Linked DNA regions of Rattus norvegicus: regions 1 and 3 are each linked to region 2. Evidence: chromatin contacts called from public Hi-C data. All regions are on one chromosome and are shown on one strand. The core of a region is the stretch at or near the end of the contact, and the rest is flanking DNA. Distances in the headings are between cores, read along the strand shown. Region 1 holds the start of Rad1 (RAD1 checkpoint DNA exonuclease). Region 2 holds the start of Amacr (alpha-methylacyl-CoA racemase). Region 3 holds the start of Rai14 (retinoic acid induced 14).

What was found. A called contact is a pair of places that touch in the nucleus more often than the background predicts.
Region 1: a Hi-C map of mammary epithelial cells shows a contact between it and region 2, with 3 times the contacts expected there. The contact joins the promoter of Rad1 here to the promoter of Amacr in region 2. A contact is called at or near these places in 6 of 12 Hi-C or Micro-C datasets (the A7r5 cell line, the Rat2 cell line, Schwann cells and 3 more).
Region 3: a Hi-C map of the A7r5 cell line shows a contact between it and region 2, with 7 times the contacts expected there. The contact joins the promoter of Rai14 here to the promoter of Amacr in region 2. A contact is called at or near these places in 3 of 12 Hi-C or Micro-C datasets (the A7r5 cell line, Schwann cells and mammary epithelial cells).

Annotation. Positions count from the first base shown.
Region 1 is chr2:61,187,483-61,190,182 of GRCr8, forward strand. Rad1 (RAD1 checkpoint DNA exonuclease) reads left to right here and starts at 1,327. Exons shown (of 6, transcript NM_001106419.1): 1 at 1,327-1,571; 2 at 1,791-2,053. The coding sequence starts at 1,856. Brix1 (biogenesis of ribosomes BRX1) reads right to left here and starts at 1,165. Exons shown (of 10, transcript NM_001029915.1): 1 at 1,006-1,165. The coding sequence starts at 1,161.
Region 2 is chr2:61,672,078-61,674,777 of GRCr8, forward strand. It overlaps Amacr (alpha-methylacyl-CoA racemase), which reads left to right and starts at 1,258. Exons shown (of 5, transcript NM_012816.2): 1 at 1,258-1,511. The coding sequence starts at 1,265.
Region 3 is chr2:61,407,720-61,410,419 of GRCr8, forward strand. Rai14 (retinoic acid induced 14) reads right to left here and starts at 1,334. Exons shown (of 18, transcript NM_001399209.1): 1 at 1,267-1,334.

The DNA of each region.
Region 1 (2,700 bases), core at 77-2,576, 480 kb before region 2:
CTAAAAGAGAGCACTGACTTTTATTGAAAACCTTATGAGTCCAGCTTATTTTTCGAAAAAGTCACTTTTATCCTTTCAGACAAGGGTATGAGATTTAGCTGTTAATTAAAACTGGGGTACAATATACACTGGCCTTTCACATTTACTTTTTACTTAGTACTAGAGTACTACACTAAGCACAAAGGTCAGAAAAGTCTGAGGCAAGATTTCCTCCATAAATATACCTTGCTTAAGGAGTTTTCAGGTGACGGAAAGTAACTCTAACAAGAACCTGCTCGCCTTTAGAATAAACCCAGTTTTCTATGAAGCCTTCTTTCCTGCTAAACTCCAGTATTTCTGGAGGAAAGAAATCTTGTTCATCGTCTCCTAGATGCCAAGGCCAGGAAAGCTCATCTTGGTATAAGTGTGACGCACTGTTGAGCACAGTAAAATTAATGGTCTAAGTTTATTATTATTGATAATATTATTATCCCGGGGTTGAGGATTTAGCTCAGTGGTAGAGAGCTTGCCTAGCAAGCGCAAGGCCCTGGGTTCAGTCCCCAGCTCCGAAAAAAAAAAAAAAAATACTATTATCCTTTGAATTAAAGATCTAACCAAACAAGTTGGACTCACAGGGACAGTAACTTTAAAGGCTTGGCAAACAAACTTTGGTAACCCCGTGTGATATGGACCAAGATGGAAGGAATTTATTGATACACCATAAAGACTTTGAGGAAAAAAAGAAAAAGAAAAAACATTACTCTGGGGAGGCGGGGGACCAGTAACCGGAAGGCAGAATATTAGAACTAAATACTCATTAAATTACCTCCCTGTTAGTTGGCTAAGGGTCTACGAACAGCGGTTTCCAGGAATACGGCCATCTGCACGAAAACTAGACATAACACTGTCCTGTCCAGTCAAGGGAACCTTAAGCTCATAATCCAGTCAAGTTTTGGTTGAAGTCACTTCGGTAGCTCAAAGGCGGGTCAGGAAGCCGACTCCAACTCCAGGAGTCGGGCCTCTTACCTTGCAAACAGGACCTGGAATACGATCTTTTTCTTCCTCCGCCTCTTTTGCCACATCGGCCTGCTTAGCTGGCTGCCCGGCATCTTTCCGGTTCTTTTTTGGCTTCTTTGCTTGAACCTCCAGGTCCCCACGCCGCTTTCTCTTAGTCGCCGCCATCCTGCCTCGCCGCGTTAGTTGCTGTCCACACTTCCGGTTCCGCCGCTCGCTCCTTCTTCCGATCTCTATGGTAGTGCACGCTGAGCCCTGAGTTAGTCATCCAGCTCTCAGACGCTTTCTTCCGGTCTTGTGGTAGACTATCTAGGCACCCGGCGGCTCGGTGGTGACGGTGGCCTGGTTGGCTGCGGGTCTGAACAGTGGCGGGAGCTGTTTGCCAGGCTTGCTGGCTTCTGGATTCTCAGGGTGTTCTTCTTGGGGCTAGGCTGACAAGGGCTTTACGGGATCGGACGTCACCTCAAAGGCAGGGGCCTGGCGCCCGGGGCTCCCCTTAGTGGCCGCTGTGCGGCGAGCGGGCTGGTGAGCTGGGTGACGGTCGGCGCCGCGGTCTAAGGTGTCTGTGGCGGGCTAAGGTTGGTGGCGCTCAGAGGGGCTAAGCAGGCCTCGTGCTCTTGTTACCCTGTAGGAACCCGCGCCAATTAGAACTACCCAGTGAATTGCATTTTCCGGCTGTATCAGACAAGGAAACCGTAGTTTTGAGACATGGAGATAGAATGTTCCCGATTTCGGCTCGGGTTGAGATCGCCAGTCCTGTTAGCACTGATCGCGGGGTTTGTTGTTCCGTGTCTCAGGTTTTCGGAGATCTTCCGGAAGAGGAGCATCCTTCTCTCTGAGCTGAACGTACAGTGGTCCACCCATGCCTCTCCTAACCCAGTACAATGAGGATGAGTACGAACAGTACTGCTTAGTGGCCAGCCTTGACAACGTTAGGAATCTCTCCACTGTCTTGAAAGCCATTCACTTCAAAGAACACGCCACGTGTTTTGCTACTAAAAATGGAATCAAGGTTACCGTGGAAAATGCAAAGTGTGTGCAAGCCAATGCCTTTATTCAGGTATGGGGGAGTGGAGACATTTTTAAGCATTCCCTAACGAGTTTAACTTGAAGGACTTATTCCATAAAACTCAAGTTAGAGAACAAAATGCCTACTTTTTTCTTTCCTGCCAACAAATACTTTCCCCATCTTGTCTCACACAGATGAACGATTACTAGTGACAGTTTATTAATGAGACACTCATCACCATTTACCTTTTATAGACACTTTATCTTTCCTATTTGACATAAGTGGCACCAGACTTAATTTTCAATAGTCTTATTTAGTTAGGATAACAACCGAGAATGTTTACTCTTTACAATATAATTATTGAAATGCATGTTTTAGTTTTTCCTCTTACTGGCTGTAATAGCATTTTTCCCCCCGAGGCAGTCTAACATATGGCCCTGGTTACCTGGAACTTGCTTTTGTAGACTAGATCGACTTCAAGTTCTTGGAGATCAGCCTGCTTCTGCCTTGTATTGAAGTACTGGCATCAAAGCCCCACCATCACCCACAGCTATAATCTATTCTTATGTAGTATTTGTATGAGTCAGGTCGGAGCTCAATGTTCAATTCATGTTTTTGAACGCTTGAGTATAGTATCAACTCACAATTATGTAGGAATAAATAAAACATGGTTTCTGTTTTCAAAAGAAATTGGAAAT
Region 2 (2,700 bases), core at 8-2,507:
CTGTATGTAAGCTCAAATCACATCTGTCCCATTGTTTTGTTTTGTTTTGTTTCAGAAAAATAGAAAGGAAGCAACTGATAAAATGTTAATGTCTCTATGTGGAAGTCAGCCGTACCATTCCGTGCCATTTTCTTTTTCCTAAGAATTGGATAGAATGAGGCTTGAGCAAGGGTAGCCACTTGAGAAGCATCGGACACTCAGAGAGCATTAGGGACCACGTGGAAGTTGTCTACCTCTAGCAGGAGGCACCTCATTCAGAGAGAGCACACAGACCGCTTGACCCTGAAGTGTCTTAAAACTCAGTAGCTGGTTAAAAGTGTTTTGGCTACAACTATGTAGCATTCCGCCTTTGCTTTTATTATCTGCCCCACTTGTTAATAGTTGGTGCGGGAGATTCCTAGCATTCACACCTACCTCTGTTCAGTTTCCTAGAGCTTTTAAAAACTGCGTCTGGCCACCTATACACAAGCTCCACCCATTACTGAGAAGTTAAAGAAAAAAAGACCTGTAAATGTGGATGGGTATTTGTGATTATTTTGTTGTACTTTAAAGGCTGAAAAAGGTTTCTAACTCAAAAATTGTAATTGTCCATAAAACTGACAGCTGACAAACCAAATTAGTTTCTAAAGTTCTCTCATTTAACCCAAGATTAATATTCTGATATTTCAGACTCTTCTAAATGCTGGGATTATACGCGTGCATACCACCGGTGTTTTAAGTGCTGCTGGCCTCCATGCACGAACTTAGCAACTGATCTACACACCCTTGGCCCTTTCTCTTAAAACGAAGGGGATCTAGGACAGGTTTCAAAGTGTTGCAGGGTGGAAACTAGTTTTCAGGGCTGCGAGGGAGACACCCAGTGGACTACCACAGCTCAGCAAACGTCCTTGCCTCCTTACTTTGGTCTAAGTAGTGAGGTGCTTGGGTACCTTTAGTCACGTAGTGCGGGGTGAGAGTAAGGATTCAGGCCGCGCAGTGAGAGTGTCAGAAGAGGACCCGCACAACACGGGGTTGTCAAGGTCCAGGATGCAATTCACGACCTAAACCGGAGACCAAAGGTCAGCAGCTAAACCTAGGGTGGGCAGGAAGTGAGCAAGTGCGCAGCCTCCGGGGAGGTGGTGCGCAGGCGCATGAAGGGGGCGGCGGTGTGGGGAGGAGAGTGGGTGGAGGATGGACAGAGGGCGGGCAGAGGGCGGGCGGCGGGGTGTGTACAATAAACTGCGGTCCCGCGCCGGGCCGCTCAGATGTCACCGTAGGGTTGGCCATGGCGCTGCGTGGCGTCAGGGTTCTGGAGCTGGCAGGCCTGGCCCCAGGGCCGTTCTGCGGGATGATCCTGGCGGACTTCGGCGCCGAGGTGGTGCTCGTGGACAGACTGGGCTCCGTGAACCACCCCAGTCACCTGGCCCGAGGCAAGCGCTCGCTGGCGCTGGACCTGAAGCGGTCTCCGGGAGCCGCGGTGTTGCGGCGCATGTGCGCACGCGCGGACGTGTTGCTGGAGCCCTTCCGTTGCGGTGAGCCCTGCCGCACTGAAAGATGACATTCTCTCCTGCCGGGTTACTCCAAGCTTCTCTGACTCCTTTTTTTTTTTTTTTTTTTCGGAGCTGGGGACCGAACCCAGGGCCTTGCGCTTGCTAGGCAAGCACTCTACCACTGAGCTAAATCCCCAACCCCCTCTCTGACTCCTTCTTAAGACTTTTAATTTGCTCCCCCCACCCCACCCCACCCCACCCCCAAGCACTCTTTCAGATTTGCCTTTATTAATTATTTGGGGAATATTGAACCGTATGAGAATCTAGTGCAAGAGACAGATTGAAAAACTTCAATTGAATGTAGCCACTGACCCTTTGATATGCAATGTGCCTCTGCACTAAAGCCAATGACAGACCATGGCTAACCCTTCCCCTAAATGGCTGGTATTCCCAAGCTCCATCTTCAAGATCACTTCATTTACTTTGGGCCGTACGAAAACATTGTTTTAATGCTCTGTAGACAAACGACCAAGTCGTTAACAGAATCCGTTTTTTGAGCATTTGCATGCTTGGTGACATGCACTTCCAACTGTCACAAACCCTGAACCAAGTCTGAAGGCATTTCCTCCTGTATTAACTCAGAGCATTCACCCCGACCTGCTCCTTACTAATATTGTAAGCCAATAAGTTTGACAATGAAATGGGACAGGAGAGGGTCACCAGGCACATTTATATTTAACTCTCTTAGTTCTCACAAGCATACCTGAGCACAGTGAGTTTAGGATTAAATCGCAATGTTAAAATGCTCCATTTGAAAATGAGCATGGGTCACTGTGGTTAAGTAGTTTCTCCAAGTGACTCTTAATTCTGACAACTTTCACCAAAATCACAACTAACAATGTTAGTATTACTTGGAAGTGTCTGTCCTTTAGTTTGCCCTGGAGTAGGAATTATTCCTGTCTGTGATTCATGCTCTCTGTAAAAACAAAACTGACAGGTAATTTCTCTACTGGTGAAATGAACCAGTTCAAGCCACACTAGATTATATTAAAGGCCGGGTTATTGGGAAACTGCTCTCTGGCAGGGGAGTTCACTGGTCCCAAGAACCAGGGAAGTTGCCAGGGGAAAGGGGCGATAGGAGAGGGAGAGGAAAAGAGAGAAAGGGCAGAGAGAGGAGGAGGAGGAGAAGAAAAGAACAGAAGGTTGAGAAGTGGAACAGAAGGAGTGAGGA
Region 3 (2,700 bases), core at 84-2,583, 260 kb before region 2:
ACCTCCCTGGGATTCACAGGCTTTCTCCGATTATGTTCAAACCCAGAGGAGATGAAAGAGCTAACGCTAGATCCTCTAAGGGACCAAACTAGTTCCTGTCTAAGGCAGCCTTCACAACCTTGAGATCTCAAACCCAAGACAATGGGCAATCCGCTAGTCCCAGGCAGATCCGCGCTATCCCTCCTAAAGCGGCTAACACTCAAATTACCTGTGAGTCCAGAGTGAAGGGAGACAGCAGGTAAGAAGTGAGTGGCCTGGCATCTGCATACTTGGTAACGGCAGTAAAGCAGTGCCGGGCTCCTTGGAAAAGAAAGCCTGGCTTTATATAAAGTCCAGGCCTCTGTGAGGTCACCCCTGCCTCTTTAAGTCACAGTGGGCTCCATCTGCTTTAATCTCCCCATCTGTTGCCTTTCCAGACTTAACACCCCACTGCCACCACCACCACCGAAGGAGATGCGAAATCCAAAATGAAAAACCGCTGGAAACTGCAGAACCTAAACTGGGGACACAAACTGGCCCAAGACAGCAGGAGTTGAAAGAACGATGCCCGCCTGCCCTCCCAGAGGGTCTCGATGGATGGCGACCGAAGCCCAGCAGCTTGGAGTGTGCCCCAACTCCAGCATCCTCCTCCCCGCCCTCCTAAGAGCTGTGGTGGGGGGAAATAACAAGGAGGGTGGGGGACAGGGGGCTGTGACAGCTTAGGGCGGTCTCGCCTGCGTCCTCCGGACAGCTCACCCGCTCCCTTGAGTCCGTAAAGGAACAATAGCGGACTGTGGGTCTCTAGAGCCACCCGGCGTCTCCCGCTCCCACCTCCGTCTTCTGCTTTTCCAAGTTCAGCCAAGAGGTGGGTCGAGCCAGGGAGCAAGGACTGGGGTACCGGACCCCGGGCAGGGCACGCAGGTGGGACAGGCTGTCCCGGGGGCGCAGACACATCGTTCTCCCGAATCCGGTCATTCATTCCCACCCGCGCTCCCTCGGCAGACGCCCCGCGCCACTGCCCCGCACCAGACCGCCAGAGGAGGCGAGCCCCTTTTCCAAACTAAGTCGGACCTCTCTTTCTGCCAGAGCCCCACCATCCTCCCATTCCTCCTCTCCCCAACCCCCAACTGTCTTCCGTGGACAGTGGGCGGCCAAAGCTGTGTCCAGACCATAACTCCAGCCCCGCGCTCCTCCCGGCGCCCGGAGCTCGGCGCAGTCCCAGACACAAAGGCGGGGACCGAGCCCAGAGCCCGCACCCCAGCCTCCCGGCTCCGCGCGGTCACTCACCCCATCCAAGCGGCTGCCTCAGCTCCGGGCCCGGCTGGCCGTCCCGCCCGCCGCTTCCCCAGGAAAGCGCGGCTGCCGGGCTCGCTTCCTGCTCGGCTTCCTGCACTGGGTCCCTCCTCCTCCTCTTCCTCCTCCTCCTCCTCCTTCTCCTCCTCCTCCCTCTCCTCCTCCTCCCGAGGCTGGGTCAGTGGGCGCTCAGCTCCCGGGCTCCGCCGGCAGGGCGGGGGCAACGGCAGCACCACCACGTGGCCGCCGGGCGCCGGCCCCCGACCTGGATCCCGTGGGCTCAAGGAGGGAGGTGCTGGCCACTCCCACCCCGCGCGGCCCCAAATTCCCGGAGTCAGGTGACCTGGCCCCGGAGCAGCTCCCGGGACCTGCAGGAGGTGCTCCCCGACCGCCCACGCCTCGGCTCGCGGCGCCTCCAGGACGTCCACGCTCGCTTTTGATTTCTGTGGAACGCGGGAATCCTTCTCCGTGGGTCTGTCTCACACCTTAACTTGAAGTTAGTGGGATCCACGGTATGCGGGTTCCACTGCTGGGGTAGGGATAAGGACCCGAGAAAGTATTGTTTCTGGTCCATTTCCAAAGTTATCTGTAGTCTTGGGAAAAGCAGAGTCATTGACCCAAAGCCCGCTCTGAACCAAACAGGAATCGGTTCCATTTTCGTTGTGAACGAAAAGAAAGTAAACCAGAATGTACTCACATTTTCTGGGCTGAACCAGTTGGTTGGAGCGACTGTTTCTTAACACTCCTCAGGTGGTGAGACAAAACTTACTTGTGCTCTGCTCGGGAGTTGGGAGACTATCTGCAGCCTGCAGGGACAGGCTAGACGGGAGTCGGAGCGCCCTCAGCAGGGTGCCTTGAGTTGGAAGTCCTGAGATCCGGTGAAGCTTCCCTCCCCCAGACCACCAGGACCGGACTTCTGAACCGAATCGACTTCTCCATTAATTCTGAGGATTTGAAATCTCTCCACTATTCCCCTGATTTAAGTAGGCTTTTTAGTTCCACTAGCCAGCTAGGTCGTAGAAAGTTTAACTCACCAAAGCTCCACGGGACTCCTGGTTGGTGGTGTGTCTTTCGCACAGAGAGGTTTCTAGCGATTTTTGCTAGGATCGACTGTAAGTCCACTGAAGGAAGTAAGGAGGAAAAACAGCCAATTCCAACAGAAGTGAGAGTCACCTTAACACCAACCAGTGTACAGTATCTTTGTGTGTGTTAGCATCAGATCGCGTGTGTTTTATCCCACTCCTTCGCTCCTTTCCCCAAGAGAACACCTTGCCTTAGCTTTCACAAGCAAACTTGCCAACTAGAAAACAAAAGCTTCATCTTTAGCTCAATAGCCTTTGCTTTCTAAGCACCATACATCAAAAAGATTCCCCCGGGGGAGTGGGAGTGGGGAGCCAATTCAAAGCAAGATGCACACTCTTATACATG